2 separate regions of the Sus scrofa genome follow, and region 2 is linked to region 1. The links are chromatin contacts, called in public HiChIP or PLAC-seq maps. All regions are on one chromosome and are shown on one strand. Each heading gives the region's core, a stretch centred on a gene start, on an enhancer-like site or on the middle of the called end of the contact. The rest is flanking DNA. Distances are from core to core; before and after follow the strand shown.

Region 1 (6,278 bases), core at 1,312-3,811:
CCTGTGTCCCTCAGCTACAAGGCAACCCACTGCATACAGAGGCCCCACCCAGGCCCATGCATCATGCACCCTCCACCACACCCCCTCACGGCACGGGGTGAGCAGAAACCAACACTATCAGGCCCATGAGGTTTTGTCTGCTTGAGGAACAAACAGCCTTCTCTGCTCCATTGCATTTCTTTTTGCACTTTTTGCAGATTGACCCCTGCAATAAGTCAACTATCTTGTACAAGGTTGGGGTTCTTTTCCATCACTAGAAGAATGCTCCACCCCAGCTCCCCACACCCCCACAGGCGGAACTTCCCTTGTCCTTCCCGTGCCTTCCACACACCACTGTCACCATTTATCTTGTGGCCGCCACCAAGGACACACGGGGAATGCAAAGAGATGAAATCCCATCTGGTTTCCATTCGGACTCATCTGGCTCACTTGTGATCTTTCAGGTTTGCACCAAGGTTTTTTGGTTTTGGCCTTTTGCATAATGTTTTAATATCAGACTACTTTATTTCGCTTTTAATCACTGTCTTAAATTCCACTTTTAACAGTAAAACCTCGGTTCAGTATTAAGGTAAAGCACATACATTCTAAGGTGAGACCTCAGTGGGACAAGATATTACAATCCTCAAACATTCCAGAAAGAATAATAAATAGTTTCTTTTGTTAGCAAAAGAGAACACTTTTTTTTTTCTTTTTAACTGAAGTATAGTTGATTTACCGTACTATTTTAGTTTCAGGTGTACAACAAAGTAATTCAGAATTCAGTTATATACATATTTTTTTCAGATTTTCCATTAATAGATTTTTTTAAATTGTGTTTTAAAATTAATAATGAAGGGTCTTGCCAGAAGCAAAGCCACACAATTCACACTCCCCAACTAAGAGCTACCAGGAGCACACTCTGAAGCATTAACTCAAGGATATGCCTGCAGGAAACTCGGTATCTTAGAAAATAATTGCTTTTTTTTGGATAATGAGGCCCAGGTCCCGAGCTGCACCATCTGATGTGGTAGCCACTGACCATATGTGAACACTTGAAATATGAACAATTGAGGGACTAAATTTTTAACTTTGATTTTAATTAATGTAAAAGTGATAACTCAGTTACTGGAAAACATTTAAGCATGTTTAAAACAACTTGGGTTTGTAACCTGAAAGTAATATAATACTGTAAGTCAATTATAGTACCATTAAAACAACATAAAACAATATTTGGTAGGTAAATCACTTTTTTCAACTGAAAATTTTATGAACTCTAAATACAAATCAAGTATTTCCAGTGAAAGTTCAGCATCTGAATTGAGATATGCTGTGAGGTATAAAAGATTTGGTTCAATAAAAAATGTAAAATATCTCAAATTAGGCGTTCCCATTGAGGCTCAGCAGTAATGAACCCAACTAGTATCCAGGAGGCCACAGGTCGATCCCTGGCTCAGCTCAGTGGGTTATGGATCTGACATTGCCGTGGACTGCGTTTAAGTCGCAGACATGGCTCAGATCTGGTGTTGCTGTGGCTGTGGTGTAGGCCAGGGGCTACAGCTCCAATTGGACCCCTAGCCTGGGAACCTCCATAGGCCGTGGGTGTGACCCTAAAAAAAAAGGAAAAAAAAAATCTCAAATTCTCCTACTACTTCTTAAATTTTAATGCAGCCACCAGAAAATTTTAAAATACCTACATGGTTCCTGTGATAGTTCTACTGCACTGTGGCACTGAGGAAAAAACAAGATTTATGTAACTCAGGAAGATTAGGCTAAAATAGTGAGTCTTAATACTGGACAAGTTATCTGGGAAGGATACAGAAGATGACATTTCTTCAGTTTTTTTCGTGAAAGTCCCCCAATAGCAGCGCGTGATTACTTTTAGGACTGTGTCCCACCCTCTCCTCGTGACTCTAGGGCTAAACTGCTGAGCTTCTGCAATCAATTCTCTCGGAGGCCTAAAGAGCACGGGGTGTTCCACAATAAGGTACCTGAGGCGACCCAAAGAACAAGCAGAAATGCCAGAGCCGAACAACGTGGACACTTCTACATCGGGACTGGCCATCTGCTCTCTGGGCGGCTTCTGTGTGAGCTCATCTCTCAGGGACCACAGAACACAACGGAGCATCAGGTCAGGAAAAACACTGATAAATCTGGAGTTCCCGTCGTGGCTCAGTGGTTAACGAATCCGACTAGGAACCATGAGGTTGTGGGTTCGATCCCTGGCCTGGCTCAGTGGGTTGAGGATCCGGTATTGCCATGAGCCGGGGGGTAGTTCGCAGACGTGGTTCAGATCCCATGTTGCTGTGGGTGTGATGTAGGCCAGTGGCTACAGCTCCAATCAGACCCCTAGCCTGGGAATCTCCATATGCGGCCTTAGAAAAAGACAAAAAAAAAAAAAAAAGAAAAGAAAAAGAAAAATACTGACAGAGATAACTGCTAACAAATATATCATGATACACTTCAAAACTAAATACCACTGGACTAAATCACATGGCTTTTTAATCAGCATAGCTAACAAGGTATTTACCCCCTGGGAAAGTTTCTCTCACTTCCTTACTCTGTCTGGGCAGTAGTGACATTCCAAAAGGCAAACCTGGGAGTTCCCTTCATGACTCAGCGGAAACGCATCTGACTAGCATCCATGAGGACACAGGTTCGATCCCTGGCCTCACGCCCAGTGGGTTAAGGATCCTGAGTTGCTGTGGCTGTGGTATAGGCCAGCAGCTACAGCTCCGATTTGACTCCTAACCTGGGAACTTCCATAGGCCACTGGTGCAGCCCTAAAAAGCAAAAAACAAAACAAAACAAAACAAACCCCAAAGGCAAACCTGTACCTTGGTACCTTCCATCCTAGAAACAAGTCTCATTTTGCTCTATACTCTGTCATTTTTATTAACTTCTGCTTTCCCAGTCTTCTTCCCAAGGTTTTAGACAAGGAAGAAAAAAGAAAAAGGTAGGATTATATACACAGGGATAACAATAGCCCCTCCAGAGCTCCTCGGCACTGACAGTGATTCACAGTCATTCACTGGATGATGACGTCACACATTTCCAGTGCTGAATGCATTCATCAAAAGGAAAAACTCTTCCAAGAAATGCAATAGATTACAGAAATGTTTATTTTCAAAGTATGAACTGTAGCTGTTGCTTACATTTTTTCCCGGAATGTGACTCTGAGATTTGTGTATTTTCAAAATTCCTAATATAAAGCACAAAGCAATTATCTAGGAAAACATCTGGCATTTGGGCACCAAAGATACAATATGCAAATGCTGGTACTTGCCAAAACACTGTGAAACTCTAAATAAACATGGAACTATCCTTAGCCATGATTTTTTTTTTTTTTTTCTTTTTCGTGAGTTAGGGAGGAAGGGAAAAAAAAATGTAGTTCCAAATACATTATTCTAGGGGAATATAAACTACAGAGCTAAATATGCACTGTCCTATATACTAACATGACAGTAAACTAAACACCCTCACACCAGTGGTCTCATTTAAACCAAAGCCTAATATGAAAACGATCAACTCAATACTTCTCTTGCGTGTATTTCAATTTAAATTTCTTTTCTTCTTTTTTTTAACAGCCTCAGGGAAGGAAAGACTTTACAAAAGAAACCTATCTGCTTAGAAGGCCTTCCTCCATCCCCTTTTATGCTGTTCTCAGGGCCTAGCATACGTGTCACATGTTCTTTCTCTCTTTTTTTTTTAAACAACCCTTCACAAATACAAAAACAATTCTTAGCTCCCAGGCCTAAAAAACAGGCCAAGGGCCAACACATTTTCAAGCTGAAGCTTCCTTTGGAGGCAACCAGAGCAAAGCTCCCTCACTTTGCAGAGGGGAAACCTGAAGGCCAGTGAGAAGAGGTGACTGGGTGAGCTTTGACCACACAGGACACCTGCCACTAACGGGACTGATTAGGAGAGTCGGTCCCTGCCGACTTCTTGTTAGGAAGACACCACAAACTCTAAGGGAAGCTTAGAAAACAATGGTAGCTGCTAAGTACACAGGCAACTAGTGTAACAGGAGTTCCAAGAAGGGAGCCTGACAGTGGAAATCTCCATCCCATGTCTCCCTCTTGCTGGCTGGACCACAGTTATAAATCCCACAGGCCTTCAGCTGGGCCTTGAAAAAGCAGGAAGGCAGGTTTGTTTGTTTGTTTGTCTTTTTGTCTTTTTTAGGGCTGTACCCGCGGTATATGGAGGTTCCCAGGCTAGTGGTCGAATTGGAGCTGTTGCTGCCAGCCTATGCCAGAACCACGGCAACACCAGATCCTAGCCACATCTGAGACCTACACCACAGCTCACGGCAATGCCAGATCCTTAACCCACTGAGCAAGGCCAGAGATCAAACCCACAAGCTCATGGTTCCTCATTGGATTCGTTTCCCCTGCACCACGAGGGGAACTCCAGGAAGGCAGGTATTAACTAGGGCAAGGCACTGCATTTTAAGCAGTTATCGTGGGCAAACACGGCCCCAGGCCACCTGCCCCACATCCCAGGAGAGCAGAGGCAGCTAGAGTAACGGGGTCCTGGGTCCCTAGCTCATACTCCATTTACTGGAACCTGACTTTATCAGGTTGCTATTTCTGCTCTAACAAATTACCACAAAGTTAGTGGCTTAAAAAATAAATTTATCTTACTGTTCTAGATGCCAAAGTTCAAAATGGGCCTCAGTGAGCTAAAATCCAGGTGTCAGCAGGGAATGTTCCTTCTGGAGGCTCTTGGGGAGAATCTTTCCTTGCCTTCCCTGCCTTGGCTTGTGGCCCCCTCCATCCTCAAAGCCAGTGACGGCTGCACAAGTCCTTCTCACACTGCATCTCTCTGACAGTGCCCTTTGCCTCTCTATTCCACTTTTAACAATCATCCTGATTACACCAGGCTCACTCAGATAATCCAGCATAATCTCACTTTCTCGATGCCAACAGACCAAGCAACTCAATTCCATGTGCAACCTCAATTTACTCTTGCCATGTAACGTGGCTTGTTCACAGGTCCAGGGCCTCACCTGGGACAGTGACACTGAGATGATAACATTTCCTACTTCAAAGAGTGGTGGTGAGGACTGGATCATCCAGGCAAAGCGCTCCGTCCAGTATCAGCTTATCATGCTCAGTGTTACACAGAAAGCAGTCACGGGGAGACAGGAACTGGGTTTGTCTGCACTGAGTTTTTTGGGTTTTTTTCGTTTGTTTTTGTTTTTATCTTTTCTGGGGCCGCTCCTGTAGCATATGGAGGTTCCCAGGCTAGGGGCCTAATCGGAGCTGTAGCCGCCGACCTATACCAGAGCCACAGCAACTCGCGTCTGCAACCTACACCACAGCTCACGGCAACGCCGGATTCTTAACCCACTGAGCAAGGCCAGGGATCGAACCTGAAACCTCTTGGTTCCTAGTCGGATTCGTTAACCACTGAGCCACGACGGGCACTCCCTGCACTGAGTTGTTTTACTATCAACTTGCGACTGTACTACAGGTGATCCCTGAGAGGTTTTCAAGATCTAAATGTTTTTGGTTCTTGGTCTAGGAGTCTTCTTTCAGCTTCAAAAGACCCAAAACAAAACGAAACACCACCAAAAGAAACCTGACGACCCTGGCAAAATGGATAGAAAGATCAACACGCACATGTGCATATTCCTAAACGGGACACCTTTAAGAAGGCAGAAAATATCCCACAACAATCAGAAGTAAAGATGGAATCAAATAGCTACAAACGACCATTTAATGTGGTTCCCGCACACCTTCTGCCTTTCTCAACCCCGTCCACCCGCACACGCCTACCTGAAGGCCGACCCCGCATCCCCCTGGGAGACCCTCCCCACCTCCAGTCTTCCCTGACGTGACCTCAACACTCCCCCTCCTCCATGCTCCAGTGACGCCTGTCACAGACTTGTCACTGCATTCACACCGGGGGCAGGCCCACCTGTTGGCCACACTGGCTGGTGGCACGACTGCTGGTGAGGAACGAGTTTCCCTCATCTTTACAGAGTAGCACATGGTGGATCCCGACATGCTCACTGAATTGATAAAAAAGTCACGCTCTGAATCTAACTCAAAGCACAGGGATGTCTGGTTTGGGCCTTAGTTCTCATCCAGCAGCACTTACAAGGCTTCAGAGATATCATAATGGTAATAAAAGCAGTTTCCTATGAAATATGATCACATCCTTGCTAAAAATAACATAATCGAAAAGATCAGTTTGGGAGTTCCTGTCATGGCGCAGCAGCAATGAATCCCAAAAGGAACCTCGAGGTTGCGGGTTCGATCCCTGGCCTTGCTCAATGGGTTAGGGATCCAGCGTCG
Region 2 (6,278 bases), core at 2,252-4,751, 350 kb before region 1:
ACTTGCTTATCAAATGATCTGGGCCTGGTGTTTTCCATTTAATTTGAAAGGCCTTTTCTTTTGTTTATTTGGCCACATCTGAAGCCTGCAGAAGTTCCCAGGCCTGGGATTGAACCCAAGCTCACAGCAGTGACAACGCCAAATCCTTTACTGCTAGCTACCAGGGAACCCCCAGAGTCTTTTTATTTTAAAGTAATTACAGATTTGCAGGAAATTCAGAGATAGTATAGAGATGTCTGGTGTATCTTTCCTTCCATTTTCCCCCAATGGGTAGATCTTCCAAAATTATAGTACAATGTCAAAATCCATACATTGACATTGGTAAATGTGTGTACATTGGCCTATGAGGTTTTTTTTTGTTTTTTGTTTTTTTTTTGTTTTTTTTTTTTTTTGGCTTTTTGGGGCTGCACCTGCGGCATATGGAGGTTCCCAGGCTAGGGATCCAATCAGAGCTGTAATGGCTGGCCTACACCACAGCCACAGCAACTTGGGATCCGAGCCACGTCTGTGACCTACACCAGAGCTCATGGCAATGCCAGATCCTTAACCCACTGATCGAGGCCAGGGATCGAACCCACGTCCTCATGGATGCTAGTGGAGTTCATTAACCCCTGAGCCACGACGGGAACTCCCTGTTCTATGACATTTTGTTGCAGGTGTGGATTCACGTGAACCACCACCACCATCAACTTACAGAGCTGTTCCATTACTACAAGTATCTCTCATTTTCTGCGTATTGTAGTCACACCCAGTCCTGCTTCCAGTCGCTACTAATTTGTTCCCCATCTTTGCAGTTTGGAGACTGTTACATAAATAGACTCACACAGCACATGGTCTTTGACTTCAGCTTTTTTCACTCCTGCTTTTGTGATCCATCCAGACCGTTGCTTATACCAAGAACTTGTCCCTTTTCATTGCTGAGTCATATTCCAGGGTAAGGATGTACCAAAATTTGTTGAATCATGCACCAAATGCAGGCTATCTTGGTGGCTTCAAGTTTGGGGCTGTTCCCAATAGCAGAACTCTGAATAATCATGTACAGATTTTGGTGTGAACACTTGTTTGATTTCTCTGGCATAAATGTCTAGGGCTTCAGTTGCTGGATCGGCTGCACATTTTAGACGCCCACCTATGGGGGATCTCGTTTCACAACATGCTTGCCAGCATCTGGTGGTATCAGTATTTTTCATTTTTACCATTCTAATGGGTGTGTACTGTTATCTCATTCCCCCAGTGGCTGGTGGTATTGAATAGTTTTTCGTGGGCTTCCTGCCATCCATCTGTCCTCTCGGGTGAAATGTCTCCATGTGTTTTCCCCACTTACTATTTAGATTGGTTTTTGACTGTTAAGAGTTCTTTGTTTTAGATACAAGCCCTTTGTCAGGTAGGTGGTTTGCAAAAACTCTCTCTCAGGCTGTATTTGTCTTTCCATCTTTTCAACAGGGAACAGCAAACAATTTTGATGAAGGCCCATTTCTTGATTTTCTTTTATGAATCAGGCTTTTGGCATCACATCTAATAACTTTTCACTAAGACCTGCCGCTTATTTGCAGAGGTACCTTTCAGCCTGTAGATTCAGCTGATTTAATCGCTGTGAGTTGCTTTTAGGTTTACTGTTTCTTTCCCCAATCCATTTGGGCAGGTCGTATTTTTCTGGGAAATACTTGAACCTATGTCTTGAAATTTATCAGCAAAGTGAAGTGACTTTTTGAGTAGTTTTCACTCCTTATTCACTCCCAGTTACTGTTTGTCTCTTTCTTTTCTCCTGATTCACTCTATTCTCATCTTGCTAATTCATTCATTTCCCGTTGAAGTCTTCTGTCTGCGTTCGTTGGTTTACACCAGGGACCACTTTTTCTGTAAAGGGCCAGAGAGTACACATTTTAGGCTTGGCGGCTGGCTAGCCTTGGTCACAAAACGCCGCACTGTAGCACAAAAGCAGCCACCAACAGCTCGTGAATGAATGTGCCTGGCTGTGTCCCTGTATCACTAAGGACAGCTTCCCAAAGACACTGTCAGGCAGCTCAGTGCTGAAGGTGTTTCATCTTTAATCTTAAATAATAGCTGAACTGGGCATAAACTCTAAACCGACGATTATTCTCTCTTCATGCTGTAAAGCTTCAGGCCCCGTCTTCGGTCGTTGCTGGTAGGAGGTTGGGTCTTGAAAGATCACCTCTTCTTCATCCTCTCTGATGGCTCTGAAGACCTTTGTTTTGGTTTTGCTGCAGTCACTCTGTTTGTGTCTTTTTCTTTTCTTTTTTTTTAAAGGGCCGCACCCGTAGCATAGGGAAGTTCCCAGGCTAGGAGTCCCATCAGAGCTGTAGTCGCCATCCTACACCACAGCTCACAGCAACGCCAGATCCGAATCTGCAACCTACACCGCAACTCATGGCAATGCTAGATCCTTAACCCACTGAACAAAGCCAGGGATTGAACCTGCATCCTCACGGATGCTAGTCAGATTTGTTTCCACTGAGCCACGGCAGGAACTCCTGCAGTCACTCTGATGGGTCTTGGAAAGGGTTTATTAACAGCATTTGGGGCGCGTTGTACTTCTTCAATCTGAGGAGTCACATCTCTCAAATCCTCATTTTGTTTTTGAAATTCCTTCATGGTTTCCAATTAATTTTCTCTTCTGCTATTAAGGTTTAAATTTCAGTGAATACTTTTCTTCGTTTTTCTTTTTTTTCCCCTTTTTTTGGCCACCCCACGCACGGATTATGGAGTGCCTGGCCCAGGGATCGGTGCTGAGGTGCAGTTGTGACCTACGCTGCAGTGGGAACTCCTATTTTTTCATTTCTAAAACTTAGTTTTGGAATGGTGCTTGTCTTTAATAATGTCTAATTCTAGCATCTGAAGTCTTGGAGAAAGATTTTTCTCCTTGATCAAACTCTATTTGGGCTCCTTACAACTCTTCTCAAGCAAGCCCTGACTTTCGGTCTCCCGTCATCTCTGTGTCATCCAGCTCTAGCAGGACCCCCCACAGCTGATCACCTCAACATCTGACTAGGGGTCCTCACCCAGGGACCACCCGGGCCTGCCTTCAGCGAGAATCTCGTTAGGTCAGGTGAGCCGGAATCTTGCCCACGCCTGATGTTACCCCTTAGGATTTTTTTTTTGGCTTTTTAGGGCCGCACCCACCCACAGCTCATAGAAGTTCCTAGGCTAAGGGTCAAACAGGAGCTGTAGCTGCCAGCCTACACCACAGCCATGGCAACGCAGGAGGCAAGTTGTGTCTGTCATCTGCACTACAGCTCTTGGCAACACTGGATCCCCAACCCACTGAGCGAGGCCAGGGATCGAACCCGCATCCTCATGGATACCAGTCAGATTCGTTTCCACTGTGACACAGCAGGAACTCCCCCTTAGGAATTTTCTATCCCCTGACCACCACCCTGCTCCTGGACTATCACTTCCCCCTTTTCCTTGTTGAGCCTAATCATCCTTCCTGTAATGTAGAGACCTCTCTCCCTGTCACTCTAGATCTTCCAGTAACCTCCCCCCGCTTCCTGTTTTTCTACGAATGTCATGAGTAAGTGCTCTGTTTACAGGGCTGCTGTTTGCTGTAGTCTCTAACTTCCGGGTCTGGGGAGCGGGGCTTGAGCTACAGGAATCATGCACGGCACCGGCTGCAGGGCTGCCTGGAGGTCCCCAGACACTGTAGGGAGTGGACATTCAACCCCCCTAATGGCAAGTCTGTGGTTCTAAGTTTATGTCTTTTTAGGGCTGCACCTGCGGCATATGGAGGTTCCTAGACTGGGGGTCGAATCAGAACTGTAGCCACCGGCCTACACCACAGCCACAGCCACACCAGATCCGAGCCGCGTCTGCAACCTACACTGCAGCTTGTGGCAATGCCAGATCCGTAACCCACTGAGCGAGGCCCGGGGACCTCATGGATGCTAGTCCAATTCGTTTCTGCTGAGCCACGACGGGAACTCCTGTGGTTCTATGTTTTTAGGAGCTGACTTTACAGCTGCCTGACCTCCCGGAGATTGTCTCCTGTGCCAGAGGTCACAGGCTCACTGGAGTTGGCATGGAGGCGGGAGCTACGAGCCCTTTTTGTCTTTCTCAATAAGCACCCCTTTGCATATAACTTTGCTTTGATGATTGGCTCACTGTACGACAGCTAAGTGCCTGACTCCTTGGCAGGAGCTATGAGAAAGAACCTGGTTTTTCTCTCTGGGATGGAAGGCAGAAGTCAACCAGGCAGGGTTGGAGCGCGAGTGGCCGCGGCAGCTTACCGCACTGTGGAGGAGGGTCCAGGGGCACGGAGCCCCGGGCACACAGGTGGATGTAGGCGGCTGCCAGGTTGCAGGCAGGTGGGTGCTCCTGGGTGCCACAGGGGTCCTGGATGCACAGGCTAAGGAAGGGCGCGGGGTCCACCTGCAATCCAGCACCCGCGATCAGTGACCCTGCCCCCCCTCCTCCCCCCCCCGCACCCTGGGGAGTAGCTTAGAAGAGGCGGGGGCGGGGGGCTAGATCGGGGCCAGGGCCACCTTTGTCCCTCAGCCCATCTGCTTGAGTGGCCTCTGCAGCCGCACACTCACCACCCCGAAGCAGCTCCTCAGGCTGGAGCGGGGGTCCTGGAAGAGGGCCTGGCAGGCGGGGCTCTGTCCTGGGCATGCGGGTCGTGTCTTCTCCACAGCCTCGCAGTCACCACTCACCTGGGGGGACGAACCTAAGACTCTGGCCTCCTGCCTGGACCTCTTCTCCTGGGCGGCTCCGCTGGGTGCAGTGGCCTCAGGAGGGGACCGCCACCCCCTGGGCCACCCCAGAGCCGGCAGGCCCAAGAGCCTTGGTGAGGGGGGCCCACCACACCCTGCTTAGGTCCATGGCCAAGTCGCCGGACGCTTCCCTCTCCAGGGCGCATCTGGATCCCACCTGGTTCCTTCCCCACCCATGGCCACCACGTCCCAGTGATGACGCCCAGCCCAAGGGAGGAAGGGCTGGCCAGCTGGCCCACCTGCCAGGCCAGGCTGAACTCCTCCAGGCTGCCAGCCACCGTGCCGTCCGGCAGCATCAGCTCGTTGCCTGCCTCGTTATCGTTGGTGCCCAGGAGGCCGGCAGACAGGCCTGGGGTCAGGGAAGGCAGGACCGGCCGTCAGGGCATGCTGGCCAGGGGCAGAGGGGCATTACCAGGCCCTGTGGCCTCCGTCCTGACCCCCTTAACTCCAGCCCCAGCTCTCCCAGAGGAAGAGGAGGAAGAGGATGCAGGAGAGCACGTGGGCGCCTCCCCGGGCCACCATCCCCACCCCGAGCGGCTGGGATGCAGGTTCTGCACAGTGTCCATGGAGCTGCCCAACCGGATCAAGGGGCGCAGCACGTCCCAGGGCTGAGGGCAGAGCCCTGGGCTCAAAGCCTGGCCCTGCTGCTCGGGGGCATGGGGGCCTTACATCAACCTGGGTCAGGCCCTCTGTCCCAGGGTGACCATGGGCGGGTCACACGAGGAGTGGACCGTGTGTGGTACAGCACCTGTAACAGGGCAGCGGGCAAACAGCGGGGCTGCGTCCAGAGTTGTGCAGCCCCTGGAGTCGGGACTGGTGCATGCTGGGCGTGATCAAAGCTGGGACAGATGGCCTCGGACCCTCTTCCAGCTCTGAGCTTTTGGGGCTGTTTGGATACCGCTTGGGCTGTGCGCCTGATGGCATCCCTGAGCTTGCAGCCTCCCAGGGACACAGAGTGCTGCGCACTGGGGTCAGAAGTCTGGGCCACTGGCTCACAGGCTGCCGGGGAGGCGGGGGGCAGACCCACCGTGCTGCCAGATGCTCAGAGTCAGGCTGCAGAGGCCGGCTTGGACGTCACAGGTGACAGAGACACCGTCCTCATTGTCCAGCTCGATCCTGGAAACGTCCCTCCTGGTCTCGGCAGGAGGCAGATCCAGGTCCAGACAGCGCACCCCAGGCGGGGAGGAGCCGTACAGCCTGTAGGTCTAGGGGTCAGAAGGGGGCTCAGAGAGACAGCAACAGGAGGCGGGGATGTGCCTGGGTGGCCAGGGCTCTCCCCTCTCGCACGCTTACCTTCAGGCCAGGGTACAGGACGAGGGCGGTGTGATTCAGCTCCACAGTCAGGGACGTGAGCCCCGAGCCTGCCTGGTTTAATGTCAGTGAGAACGTGTTCCGGGCGAAGTCCTTGGCCAGCAGCAGGCTGCCGCAGCGGGCGCCCAGGCCCCACACCCGGCCGTCGAAGGTCACCAGGTGCCTGGCCCCAGCTACCACAGCATGGTCTGGGGAGAAGAAGCCGGAGGCAGGGTGAGCAGGACCTGCTGTGCCCCTGCA

What was found. HiChIP or PLAC-seq counts read pairs in DNA pulled down with a chosen protein or histone mark.
Region 2: a contact with region 1 is called in an H3K27ac HiChIP or PLAC-seq map of alveolar macrophages. The contact joins two enhancer-like sites. A contact is called at or near these places in 8 of 47 Hi-C or Micro-C datasets (alveolar macrophages, brain, embryonic fibroblasts and 4 more) and 1 of 2 datasets of contacts at active chromatin or transcription factors (alveolar macrophages).

What each region holds. Positions count from the first base shown.
Region 1 is chr3:31,414,819-31,421,096 of Sscrofa11.1, reverse strand. The region is part of intron 5 of TXNDC11 (thioredoxin domain-containing protein 11); the gene reads right to left. Among named protein-coding and RNA genes, the nearest start is that of SNN, 37 kb to the left of the region's middle. Within about 2 kb of position 2,561, at least 9 of the 83 cell types and tissues checked have an H3K27ac peak or open chromatin away from gene starts, as enhancers often do. A contact at or near this core is called in alveolar macrophages, where this site is marked.
Region 2 is chr3:31,767,009-31,773,286 of Sscrofa11.1, reverse strand. LOC102157603 reads right to left here. Exons shown (of 53, transcript XM_021086611.1): 48 at 6,021-6,226; 49 at 5,755-5,932; 50 at 4,967-5,076; 51 at 4,551-4,667; 52 at 4,245-4,386. Among named protein-coding and RNA genes, the nearest start is that of RMI2, 45 kb to the left of the region's middle. Within about 2 kb of position 3,501, at least 8 of the 83 cell types and tissues checked have an H3K27ac peak or open chromatin away from gene starts, as enhancers often do. A contact at or near this core is called in alveolar macrophages, where this site is marked.